3 separate regions of the Mus musculus genome follow, and regions 2 and 3 are each linked to region 1. Evidence: chromatin contacts called from public Hi-C data. All regions are on one chromosome and are shown on one strand. The core of a region is the stretch at or near the end of the contact, and the rest is flanking DNA. Distances in the headings are between cores, read along the strand shown. Region 1 has its middle 6.2 kb from the start of Gm40584. Region 2 has its middle 7.8 kb from the start of Gm36894. Region 3 overlaps Gm36894 (a long non-coding RNA gene).

The links. Hi-C and Micro-C count contacts between places; a contact is called where the count stands out from the background.
Region 2: a Hi-C map of the N1E-115 cell line shows a contact between it and region 1, with 2.4 times the contacts expected there. The contact joins two enhancer-like sites. A contact is called at or near these places in 2 of 484 Hi-C or Micro-C datasets (the N1E-115 cell line and nephron progenitors), 3 of 115 datasets of contacts at active chromatin or transcription factors (astrocytes, embryonic basal ganglia and embryonic stem cells) and 1 of 9 other capture datasets (embryonic stem cells).
Region 3: a Hi-C map of the N1E-115 cell line shows a contact between it and region 1, with 5 times the contacts expected there. The contact joins two enhancer-like sites. A contact is called at or near these places in 2 of 484 Hi-C or Micro-C datasets (the N1E-115 cell line and cerebral cortex), 1 of 115 datasets of contacts at active chromatin or transcription factors (embryonic stem cells) and 1 of 9 other capture datasets (embryonic stem cells).

Annotation. Positions count from the first base shown.
Region 1 is chr12:112,539,818-112,543,951 of GRCm38.p6, reverse strand. No RefSeq gene overlaps it. Among named protein-coding and RNA genes, the nearest start is that of Gm40584, 6.2 kb to the right of the region's middle. Within about 2 kb of position 1,826, at least 48 of the 459 cell types and tissues checked have an H3K27ac peak or open chromatin away from gene starts, as enhancers often do. A contact at or near this core is called in the N1E-115 cell line and embryonic basal ganglia, where this site is marked.
Region 2 is chr12:112,208,742-112,212,875 of GRCm38.p6, reverse strand. No RefSeq gene overlaps it. Among named protein-coding and RNA genes, the nearest start is that of Gm36894, 7.8 kb to the left of the region's middle. Within about 2 kb of position 1,940, at least 17 of the 459 cell types and tissues checked have an H3K27ac peak or open chromatin away from gene starts, as enhancers often do. A contact at or near this core is called in the N1E-115 cell line and embryonic basal ganglia, where this site is marked.
Region 3 is chr12:112,274,947-112,279,080 of GRCm38.p6, reverse strand. The region is part of intron 2 of Gm36894 (a long non-coding RNA gene); the gene reads right to left. Among named protein-coding and RNA genes, the nearest start is that of Gm36894, 58 kb to the right of the region's middle. Within about 2 kb of position 2,165, at least 28 of the 459 cell types and tissues checked have an H3K27ac peak or open chromatin away from gene starts, as enhancers often do. A contact at or near this core is called in the N1E-115 cell line, where this site is marked.

The DNA.
Region 1 (4,134 bases), core at 577-3,076:
TTCTCAGGACAGTTGAAGCCTAGGTCCCCTTCTTTCCCAGAAACTACTACCAGCTCTGTGGCTAGTCTCACTGCCGGCTCTATTACTTCTCCAGAAACTGCCTAGGCCAATGCAGGGCTCCACTGGGCTCCCTGGGGCTTGAACTGCCTGGAATTCCACTGGCGGGATTTTTGTGAAGAATGTCACTGGAAGCAGACAGGGGTAGGGTGAGGGGTCACGTTAGCTGGTGGTAGCTAGTTCAGTAGGAAGCTGATCTAGTCCTGACCCCTTTTGGAGACCAACAGGGACGCAGAAGAGCCTGTGAGGTGGGTTGCTTTACATGAGGTGAGGGACCCTGGGGCCCATGGAGACTAAGGCTGGAGGTGCCTGTCCCTATGGTCAACCTGAGTCCATTGAACCTGCTGCACCACCTGGCCTGGTGGACCACAGTCATCCGGAATGAGGAGGGCACCTCAGAAATGACACTACTGAAGGGTGGTTCAAAGGGTTTCATGGGAGATCAGATCTGGTTGGCTGAGGCCATCTTTGGTTCGCAAGGAACAGGAAAGACAAGGCCAACACATGTCATCTCATGAATGGAACAGCCCCACTGATGTGACAGCATCTAAACTGGCAGATATAACTGGAACTGCAGAGGGCAGAATGTTGGGCTCTGTTCCCAACTCAGCTGACCAATTCATGTAACCCAGACCAGGAGGGAAACCAGGCCAGGGTAGTGAATATTTGTGAACCTAATGCAGAGATTTGCAAACCCGGGCCTGGTCTCCTAACCGACATCTTTCTACCTGGGAGCACACTAGCCACAAGGGGGCGCTCGAGCTCCACCAGTGCTCATGGCTGGCTCGGCCCTTTCAGTGATTCAGGGATTCCGTTTCTGAAGCCAGGCTGTGGCTCCAGAAGGCCCAGCAGACCCGGGAAGTCTTCCTGGGACTGAGGGCGTGGAGAATGGGTGACTGAGACTGGCTGGACCCTGCGACACCTCCGGTCGTGGAAATGGCTGTGTTATGCTAGAATAAGGGCCAAAGGGCAAGGGTGAGCCGAATGGGGACAGGGCGACACGAAGACTTCCCCAGTCTGGTGACTTCTCTCCCCGAAGCCTGTAGGCCTCCCCTCAGGAGCCAGGGAGCAAGGAGTGGGACCCATCTCAGGGACGGCTGAATAATGCATGGTACACAAACCGAGGCATCAACACTAAGTGAGGGGGAAGGGAAGGGAAACCCAGTCTGTGTTAATATTTATTAAACCCACAGCCCGTCATTCAAGAGCCTCATAAATATTAATTCCTAGTTAAACATTTATATGAACGAGATTGCTTCTCCTCCCCCTCAAAGAACCTGTTTGAAGCTGGTGGTTATGGTGGCCTTGGGGGAAGAGGGGGTCTCCAGGGAACGCTTGGGCTAAAACAAGTCTGCTGGCCTTCTCACGACTTTGCAGCCTCTGGCCCCAACCAGCGCCTGCTTTAGTCAGAACCTGTCTGTTTTCCACACCCAAGTGCCCTAATGGCTCCAGCTGACCTTCAGGTACCTGCCAAGACCTCCTGGTGAAGGCCCTCGTCTCAGGCTACAAAACCAGTATTTCTAACAATTAGCTCCTGCTTCTGTCCATCATGTACATGTAGCAAGGTTTAGTTGGCAGGGGATGGTGGGAATCTGGGAGAAGGGATCAGACGTGGTGCCAATGCCTGGACTCCTGGCAGCTTGTTCTCCAGCAGGCTGGGTGCCGGTCTCTGGGGTCAGAGCATCTTCAGGCTGTATTCCTGGCTGTCCCAGTCCCAGGGCCAGCAGTGTCTTTGTTCTGCTCACTTTGACTATTGCTGTGGCGGAGTGGTGACTGGGGGTCGCTAGGCCCCGATCTCTGTCATCACATGAATAGAACATGTCTGCCCCACGTTCCCCACCCCAGCCCTCTCACATTTTGTTAAAGCTCACTCAGCTGTAATCCAGCCGTAGCCAACTTGTAACATGGTATAGCATGGGGATCCAACTTCATTTTGTTCCACATCACAAGCTGCTTACCCGGCGACTGTGTCCCCCCTGATGTGCAGGGTCCCCTCTGACCTACATGAGCTCTCATGTGCCTGTTCAGAGTCAGTGTGCTCCTTGGTGGCACCTTGCCTGCTTTCTGTCATTTTATTTTTAGTTGCCATGGCTATGCAGCCTGTCTCCATCCTGGCAGAGCGTGCCCTTCCCCTGCCTTCTTTCCAATCAGCTTCCCCATTCAAGGGCTTTTTATTCTTCCTTGCAGGCTGAGAATAGGGTTGTCGAGTTTCCGAAAAGAGCCTTCAGGAACTGTGATTTGAATGACATTAACAGAGAGACTAATTTGGGGACAATTGTTGGCGGTGCTATCCAGAGCCCCCCCCCACTCCCCCACCCCCATGTCTGACCACTGCACCTTCTCCTTTTAGTTGCTCAGCTGAGTCCTTTCACAGGGCCTAGCCATTCTCTGGTAGCTTAATTCTCAGCTACTTAATTGCTTCAGCTGTTGTCGTGAACAGGCCTTATTTGCTGGCTGGGTCCTGCGGTGTGCAGGAATATTATTGATCTTTGTGGCTTTATCTTGTAGCTGTAGCCCGTTCCAGCAGTCTGCTGATCCGGTTACATTTCCTACCCAGGTGCCTTGTTATCCACAAGTCCTGGCAGCTTTATCTCTTCCTTTCCTGATCTTAAACCTCTTGTTACTTTTCTGTGACTTGCAGTGTTGCTCGGGACTTTCGGGCAGTGAGGCGATAAGGGATGCCTTTGTGTGACTTCTGGTCATGCAGAGATTGGAGCTGGGAGGTCTCTCGTGTCTGACATTTCCGGAGGGTTTGGAAGATGGGTCCCACCAGGGGAAAGAGAAGCCTTTCATTGCAGCAGCCTTCCGGGAGTTTGAGAAGTTCTGAATAGGCATTGAGGTTTACAGATCCCTTCCTGTGTCCACTGTGTCCACTGTGTCCACTGAGATACTCTCTGTGGCCACTCCCCCCAGCTCTGGGCATCTCTCACTCCTCTCTGATGGGCCCATTGCTATTACTCTTTAGCCACTTTGTTCAATGCTGTTGATTGGAAGGTGGCCTGTTGTTTTATGCACCTCTAAGAAAGAAAAAACACCGCCTATAAAACCCTGACGTGACTCTTGATCATACAGAAGCCCCACTTTATATTCAGCAAAGAACTGCTTTGGACTTATTTAATCATAGGTTTTTATCATAGCTCACGCTACACATACATAAAGAGGAAAATAAAAACAGGTTAAAGTGGGGCAACGGTGTCTGAACATGCAGAACCGCGATCCTCGGAAGTGGGTTCCAACTGGTGCTCCCAGGGCCCTTGCTTTTTCAGTAGACTCAGACCTAGTGCCACAGGAGAACACGCAGATTGCAGCGTTCACAAATAGATGAATCCCGTCTCTCAGGCTCCGTGCAGAGCTGCTGGCATCAGTCTGAAGGCACTGAAATTTCCTGATCTGACTGGAATCTTCCAGAAGGCTTATAGACAACTCCGGCGAAACACTTTCTCCAAATGGCACTTGGTGCCATGTCAGTAGGCCCTGGCTGTTTAGGCCCCTGGAGGTGCTGGGTCTGCTCGCAGCACGATCACACAGGCTGCTGCCTGAACCCTCAGGCTGGGGGCCCATCTGTGCATGCAAGTTGTAGGGACATGATTGCTTCCAGACCTGATGTCACCATGCACTGCGATGGAGCACATGGCTGAGGTGACCTGGTCCCACAGTCATGGCAATGAAATGGGTAAACTGAGGCAGGGCTCATGAGATCAGTGGAATGGCAACGGAGATGTTAATACTCCATGGGCAGGAGGAGAGGGGAGAGTAGCCATTGGCTAGACCACTTCCTCCTCCTTCCTTCCAGGTTGTGTGTGTGTGTGTGTGTGTGTGTGTGTGTGTGTGTGTGTGTGTGTATGAAAGCTGGAAGGTTACCTGACGGTGGGAGGCTAGGGATGCAGGTTTCACGCGTTGTCACCCATGCTTCGGGGGTTTTCAGTGAAGCTGCTGCCCCTCCATGTTCATCCATGCTCCCATAAAGAATCCCTTACCCAGGTTCCTGTACATTAACACCAATAAACTTGTTGGTTCACCAAGATGAGCTTAGATGGATCTGCTCCTTTAAAAATTTTTAATTAAATGAACTAATTT
Region 2 (4,134 bases), core at 691-3,190, 330 kb after region 1:
GATTTGGTCAAATCCAGGTGATTTTTAAAAAGGTGATAGGTGGAAGGGAGGAGGGAAGAGAGAGGGAGAGAGGAAGGAGAGAGGGAAAGGAGGAGGGCGAAGGGGGTGAGGGAGGGAAGGGAGCAAGAGTGTTGGCTCGTTCTTGTTGTCAATACAGGCTGATAAGATGGATACGTTTTGCTAGAAATAGGTTTAGGGCCACATCTGGCAACGGCATTTTTACATGTCGTATCCCAAGGCATCATTTGGCGTGTGTGTCTCCTGCTCTTTCTCCTCTTCTTGTAAAGGTACCAGAATAGGATCACAGGGATTCAGCCCTGAAGACCGTATCTAAGTCTCCCACCTCCCAAGGCACCCTGTAAACAAGACAGTTAGATTAAGTTTCTGCTCCCTTAATACCCCGTGATGGGGATTAGATATCAATGTGCGAGGCCTCGGGAGAAGTACTGAAGCCATATTCCAGGGTAGCAGGATAGTGGGTGAACGCTGAGAGGAAGGGAAAACGGATATGAGAAAGAGACTAGCCACCAGTGATGGGGAAACCTTTCCTGCATGACGCTGTCACCGCCCTTACCTTCATAAGAGGGACTCTCAAGGTGCTCTGCATCCTTCATCCCACCTGTCCCTAGATCCTAGGTCCTGGTTCCTATGGCCCCATAGAGTGGGAAATAAGACCTGGGAAAGCATCCACACTCCACCAGCAGGGGGTTATGTTAATAGTGTGCACCCACCGCTAAGCTCCAAGGAAAGCCAGAGGACTCCCCAAAGCAACTGCATGTTTGCAACCGGTTTTGCGATGACAGATGTATGGCTGGCTGAAAGACCAGGTGTGCTCAGGGGATGGGTGTGACTCTTGCACATAGGAACCATAGGCGCAACAGAGTGTGGCAGGAACTGGAGCCAATGCCTCCAAGGAGTGGGGGGAAGATGGGCCCTGAGGACCACACCAGACTTTGACTCTCGCCTCTGACTACAATAGGGTTCTTCCCCGTGGCTGAACCTCCCTGAAGTCCAGGTGACAGAGAAGCCAAAGATGAATCTTCCTGGTAAACAGGATGTCTGTCTGGCCCTGCTTCTCTGGGCCTTTCTGGTTCCTGTAGCTGCTCTCCTTCCTCATTTTAGGACTTTTTCTGACCCCTCTCCCTTACTAGCAGAGTGTGTACCAGGGTCTTCTACAGCTACCCAAACTCCATGAGGCCCTGAAGCTTAGGCATCCCTGGTTTTCCTGTCCAGCCAGCACCTCTGCTGGGAAAAAGCTCATCTTGCCCATCTTTTATCTTGGGTGGACACCACTTGGGGAGTCCCATGCTGAGAGGTGATCTGCCTCATCTTCTGGCTGCCATCTGCTGGCATGTCTTCATTTGGCCTACATGCAGACGCTTACACACATCCCTGGTGTCTTAGGGTTTCTATCTCTGCATAAAACATGACCAAGAAGCAAGTTGGGGAGGAAAGGGTTTATTCAGCTTACACTTCCACATCGCTGTTCATCACCAAAGGAAGTCAGGACAGAAACTTACACAGGGCAGGAACTTGGAGGCAGGAGCTGATACAGAGGCCATGGAGGAATGCTGCTTATTTGAGTGTTTCCCCTGGCTTGCTCAGCCTGCTTTCTTATAGAACCCAGGACTACCAGCCCAGGGATGGCACCACCCACAATGGAGCCTCCCAGCCTTGATCACTAACTGAGAAAATGCCTTACAGCTGGATCTCATGGAGGCATTTCCTCAAGGGAGGCTCCTTTCTCTGTGATAACTCCAGCTTGTGTGAAGTTGACACACAAAACCAGACAGTAAACCTGGCCCTGATAAAAACCCCCCAACAGTCTTAGAGGCACCCAAAAGCACTACAACCCGTCTCCTGGTGAGACCCCAGGAGGTGTGGACAAACCAGTGCCGGGCCGTACTCAATGCAAATCAGGCCCTTAATGGTTGGGCCAGACCACCAGGCTGCTTGGCATTCAGCAGGAGCCCATGAGCAAGGAGCTATGTGGTGGCGGGAACTGTGTGCCTTGGCTAGGAGCCCAGCCGACAGCTTCCCATTCCCCTTCCGCCCCCCCCCCCCCCCCGCTAGCTCAACGAGAGAATGCAGAATCAGACCCCGTAAAACTCCCACCTGCTGTACTGCAGTGTGAGGCCATGTGTGTGGCGCGCTGCTCGGGGCAGCTGTGTGCTAGCTGGATGGGCTTATGTATTGGCCTTGGGAGAACTGGGATGCCTCCCAGTCAGGAGCCTTCAGACGAGGGCCCACCTCTTCCCAGCCCTCCTGCTACCCCCAGCTCCTGAGAAATCCTGTTCATTTAACAGCTAAAGAGAAAGCCGGGGTGCAGGAAGGGAAAGCAGAAGAGACATGTTCAGAGGAGAACCAGTGACGATTGCTTCATGATATACCCGGGGAGAAATTGCTGTTACTTCACATCATACATCCCCTCCTTTGCCCCCTCCTGGGATGTCCAACAGTCCTGGACCCTTCTCCCCCATTTCCCAGGGCAGACCTGCCAAGAAGAGCTTGCCCAACAGGACAAGAGATGATGGTACAAGCTGAGAAACAGACGAAACTGCTCTCAGACACTATCAGACGGGTATCACCATGGCTTAGGTGGCACGGCATGGCCCTGTGACCAGAAAGGGACCCTCTCTCTGCACTGAGCCTGGGTTCCTCTCACCTGCATGCCCTTTCTAGATACCTGTCTAAGCAGAATGAGGGATGAACATGGGAGTGAGCCAGGTGGCCCAGCTTGTCTTCGGAGTCAACACGTGCAGCAGCTGCCCAGTGGGCCACACACATTCCCAAACTCCATCCTGTAAGGCCAGCTCAGCATATCCAGAGGGTGGCCACTGTGTTGAGGGGCAAGGTCAGGTCTTCAGATGTGCCAGTCTGAGTGATGTCTGTGACTTTCCAGACCTTCCCAGCACAGGGACCATAAGCCACTCGAGCCAGGCATCTGGAGTCACTCTAAGCCTGCCACATTCTCCTCTGCACTGTGGCAAGACTGAGACCATCAAAAGCGGGACTCAGATGCAGGCTGGGGTACAAGCAGAGAGCTTAGGGGGCTCATCCAAGCCCCTACCCAGCCCTGCCGCCTCTTTATAAGGGGCTGTAATTGGAGGCCCTGGGGACCCAAAGCACCCACCGGCTGATCCCCCAACAAAGATGTGGCTGACTGTGACCTAATCCATATCCCTGCCCCTCAGGGGTGCCCAGGTGCCTGAGCTGGGCCGGGCCTCACTAACGGACTCTAATTGGAAGGTCTGCATGGGACAGGCCCTCAGAAGCTCTCCCTGGGGTGCTGAGGACTGGAGGGGGTCATCACCCCTCCCCTGGAGCATGGGGTACTCAGGGTCTGGGATCCTGCATGCACCTGAGCCCCACCCTGAAGGCCTTGTCTTTTGTTTCAGATATGTGGGCCATCATTACAATGGGGACAGTGATAGAAAGGTTGGGAGCCAATGGACTGAGCTTTGCCCACCCTGCCCCTCCCCCCAGGAGGTGGCAGTGGGGGTGTGTATTAGTTTCTTGTCTCATGACTGTGACAAAGCAACTTAAAAAGGATTTGGACTCGTGCTTTGAAGGGTTAAAGGCCACCGTGATTTGGAAACCATGGTGGCAGGACCGTGGGACGCCCAGTCATGGCAGACTGTTGGTTTTGTCACCAGGAAGCAGGGAGATGTTCACTGCTCAGCTCCCTGCTGTTTAGAGTTGGGGACAGGTCTTTCTTCCTGGGTTAACCTTTTCTGGAGATGCCATTGAGTATGCTAGAGCCCTGCCTCATTAATGCCCTGGGTGTTTCTTAATCCAGTCAAGTTGATTATGGGAATTAATCCTGTGCTATCTGTAAGGAGAACCCAGCTTGAGCCCCGATTCTGGCCTCCAGCATACGTGGCCTACCACCTGGGGAGGGGATGCTGTCTACGTCATCACAAAATCCTGGACTCTACTCTGGGGGAGCCATAGAGGACACGTTGAAGAGGAAAAGCCTTGGTCTCTTGATCCCACTACTTCATTCCAGCTCCATGTTCTGTCCCTTTCCCAGAGAGTCCAGCGATCTCTCCAGAAAGACCTTGGTTGTCTCTTCTCCTCAACCCACTCCTCCTTACCAGTCTCTGTACCCTGAGTCGCTCCCCAGCCTACACC
Region 3 (4,134 bases), core at 916-3,415, 270 kb after region 1:
CTGGGTCTCTTGAAGTTAGCTATACCCCTGGAGCTCCTGGAAGACCCTGATGTAGCATCTCTCTGCCGCCTCACCCTCCCGAGTCCCTTGGCACATCTGTTTCAGGTTTCTGTCTCGGGAACTCAGTTTGTCTTGACTTAGACTCCACACTGTTCTAAGCACCCCCTTCAGAGGCTGTAAATCACATCAGAAGCAATCCTGCCCTTTACAGGAACCCAGATGTTGTCCCTCAAGATATAAACTCTGCCCATGGGCCAGTTGTGGGAACCTAAGACCTCCATGCTGATATAGAAACCTTCAGTGACTGAAGTAGCCGGTTTCAGTCTACAAATCAAGCCGTGCACCTGCCTTTGACAAGAGGTTTGGGGGACAGTGTTATCCCTAAAGATGATAAGATGCAATAAACCCTTTTCTTCTTCTAAGGCTGCTTTGGTCATGGTGTTTATCATGGTACCAGAAAGTAAAGCGGGTCCCTCTGGGGAGGAGGCATTTCTACCCGGATCCTTGATGCCAGGGGCTGGGGAGCTACTGCTACTCAACAGTGGGGGAATCATCCAGTGAGTGGCTTAGCCGGGAGGACACAGCTACCCGATTAGGTGCCCACAAACCGGCAGCCGCACTGTACATGGCCAGGCCCTGAGCAGATCTGTCCTGCATGTGTGTGAGGAATGCACGGGGTTGCCTGGGAGCCAGACTCAGCTAGGGGATGCTGATGCCTCCAGGTTCATCCCGCCCTGTACCACAAGTGAGCACTCACCCAGTCTCACAGTCTAAGAGCCACCTCTACTGGGCTAGCACTGGCTCTAGGCCAGAGCTGTCTTAGCTGTCTTGGCCTCCAACTGAACAACCCAAATGGTCCCCCAGCTCAGAGCAGACACAGTGGCAGCCCCCAGGGAGTGCCCGGTGCTCCATACCCAGGATGACTCCCCTCCCCTCCCTCCGTGCTGGTCAGCCTGTAGGTTTGTGCTCTCTAGGACTTAGGGGCTAAGTTACTTTGTTGCCCCAATTCACATGTGAAAGACTTAGCCTGCAGAGGGTTAAGGACTGTAGGTAGACAGAGGCCTCCAGGGTTAGGAAAGACAAGAAGAAGGCAGTGCGGGAATACACGATGCTTCTGGAGACCCAACATCAGCATCTTCCTCCACGCTGTTTTCTGCCGGACAGAGCATCTGGAGTCCGGGAGCTCTGAACCGACTGTGCATTAGATGTCAGAATTATTGAAACTGCCCATTCGTCTGCAATAACGCAATAATGGGAGCCCCTGCTGTGTGCGCGCCAGACACCGGTCCGGACTCTTCAGTTCCTGTGACCTGCTCACTGACCTGGGGAAGGGGTGTGTTGCCATCGCTGACACTCAGAGAAGTGAGGGGATGCGCCTGAGGTCACAGGGCTACCGGAACTAGAGCTTGGGTCACGTGGGTTTAGAGTTTACTTTCCTCCAGTTGGGGCTTGGGGGAGGGGCAGCAGGTCAGGTCGGTTTCAGGAGGCACCGTTGGGTTCACACTGGCTGTATCCATCAGTTCAGCACTCCACAGAGGTCTGGGGTTCAATCTTTCCAGTGAGACAGACTTCCTGGGGTCCTCCCCACACGAGCTTACACATGGCCTGTACCTGTGATGCAATCAAGGACATCAGCTGCTGGACCGTGGCCTCCCCAGAGCAGATGCCCACACTCACAGTAGCCCTCAACAAGCAGCCCATAGGTCTGGGCTCAAGGATCCAGCCGATCCCAGGGGCTCTGGGCTCCAACAATGAGTCTTTGGTTGTGTGGCAGCTTGCTCTGACCACCATCCCCGGAGCAAGCACTGCCCTGTGTCCTGGGCAGCTTTTCAACTCATTCCACCTCCTGGCCTCGCCTTGGGTGCCACCTCCGGCCTGGAGCCAGTAGCATGGGGTGGGGTGGAGGATGACCCTGTCTGCATCTCTCTTGATCTCTGTGTTTCTTTGTAGTACCAAAGGGCCATTCATTAAGGGGAGATGGTAAATATTCGCAATTTAAATGCAGTCCTTGTCAAAACCAGAGCTGTTGGTCCCAGCTGTCCCACCCGCTTTTGGGTGCTGGGTCAGCCACTCAAAGCAAAGGTCAGCACTGCCTCTTGGTTGCTTTTTAATAGGATTCAGTAGCTAGTGGCTTCCGCCAGCGCCCTGGCCAGGGCCTGGGCTTCTCATTAATGCGAATGAAGGAGGAAGATGACATCATTTACATTTAATCGTCTTGTTTATCTGCCTGGCACTGCGGTTGTTTTAACAAAGGGCAGAGGCAGACAAAAGCTACATTTGCGTCCTGGAAGGGGAGCCTGACAGGAGCTCTGCTTGTAGACATTTATTGTTTGCAAATGAGATAATCTAGTAAAGCCTGTAGGAGGCTGCCCTGCCCTCCTCCCTTGAGTCCAGGCCTAACTGGAGCTGTGCAGACCACTATAGCTAGGCAATGCCAATGTCCTCCATGAAATCCTCAGGCCTTCTTCTGGACACCTGCCCAAGGAGGGCCACAGCAGAGTGCAAGCCAGGTGCCTTCTAGCACCCATGACTTCTGAGGTCCCACTGCTAGTGAGCCCCACATCCCTGTGCGGTGGGGAGGAGCGAGACGCCTACCCACCTCACCCAGTGCCAGGGGCACATGGAACTGTGATCCTCTGCCTTCATATTTGGTCTAATGGACCTCCCTGAGGAGTGCACCTATGGGTGTCTGTGACATCCCAGGAGACACTCTGGAACTGTCTGAAAAATGCCAAAAGTCGAACAGGATTGTTTCCAGACCCAGATATGTGTCCAGCACAAAGGATATGCTGAGTCTAGATTTGCCAGCCCAAAAGGTCTCTTCAGAGACTTCCTTCTCAAGGTGGTGTGTGGGGTCGGGGCATAGAGGCTGCTCATTAGAACCTGTGTGTGCCAACAGCTACAGGCTCAGGTCACCCATGCACATCCAGGCATTAAAGGATGAAGAACATGGGGCTTAGACTCCTGCATGGCCTCACACGCCTGCCAGGCAGCCTAGGAGTCCATGCCCTGGCTGTCTACACTCTGACCCTCCACAGTCTATATTCAAAGATCTGCATACCTCACATAGATTCAGACCCTCCCCAAAGCCCTGGAAATTCAGCTTGGCTCAGCCTGGAGTATTAAAGCAGCCATCAGAAGTTTCTTGAAAACTTGGATATCCCAGAGGGAGGTGAACAGGGAGGAGACAAGAGGCCACAGCTCTAGCCATGGTGCCCCTCAGAGCCCCAGTTTCAAGGCTTAAACACAACCTGCTCTCACCCCAGGCCTCTGGGCCCCTAAAGTTTTAGATCTGAAGGAAAGACTTATCTCATTAAGTGTCAAGGCCGAGAGCAGGACAGAGACATAGAGGACACCTCGCCTAGCCCTACAGGGTAGCAGAGGAGGATGCAGTCAGACCCAGCTCTGGTCTCCATAGACCCTCTCATCTGACCTGACCAAGAGCCACACTGAGCCTGGAAACAAGCTCGAGAGCAGGGCAGGGCACCATTTATATCTTCCAGTACCCAGGGACCTCCTTACTCCCCTGGGGTTCCCAAAGCCCGGAATCCCATGGGGACAGGATTCTGAGATTCTGCAAGGTACAGCTACAGCCCCAGGGTTAGTTCTCAGAAACAGCTTAGCTCCCTGTCCAACCCAGCTCACCCACCTAGCAGGTAGGTTCTCTGTCCAGTGGTCACTAAAAGGACAGAGTGTGGCAGGGGTCCTCAGAGTCTAGGAGCTGAGGAAGGAGTACAGAGAAAGCCCTAAGCTAGAGCAGTACCCCTACCCATGTGACTGCCTCCAGCTTCTCTTTGGCCCTCTCCAGCTGGCCACTATGTCCTGCTGAGGCCCCTGCTGGGTAGACCAGATGAACAGTCTGGCCAGCCCCAAAGACACCTGCTCTACCGGTGACCTGCTCCTGCCTTGAAGCACCCTGTGACAGAGCCTTTGTCTCCAGATCCTAGGCTGTGAAGGAAAAAGACAACCTGCACTTTTGGAGAGTGCTAAAGGCAGAAGACATTCCAAGTCCTTCTTGCTCACCCAGGGGTCAGTCCCCGGACTGCCCCCAAACCGTCTAGCCAGGAGCCCTGCCTGTCAGGCAGCAGAGCTGGATGACGCTATGTCTCCGTTGAAAGGGTCCCGTTTCCCTTG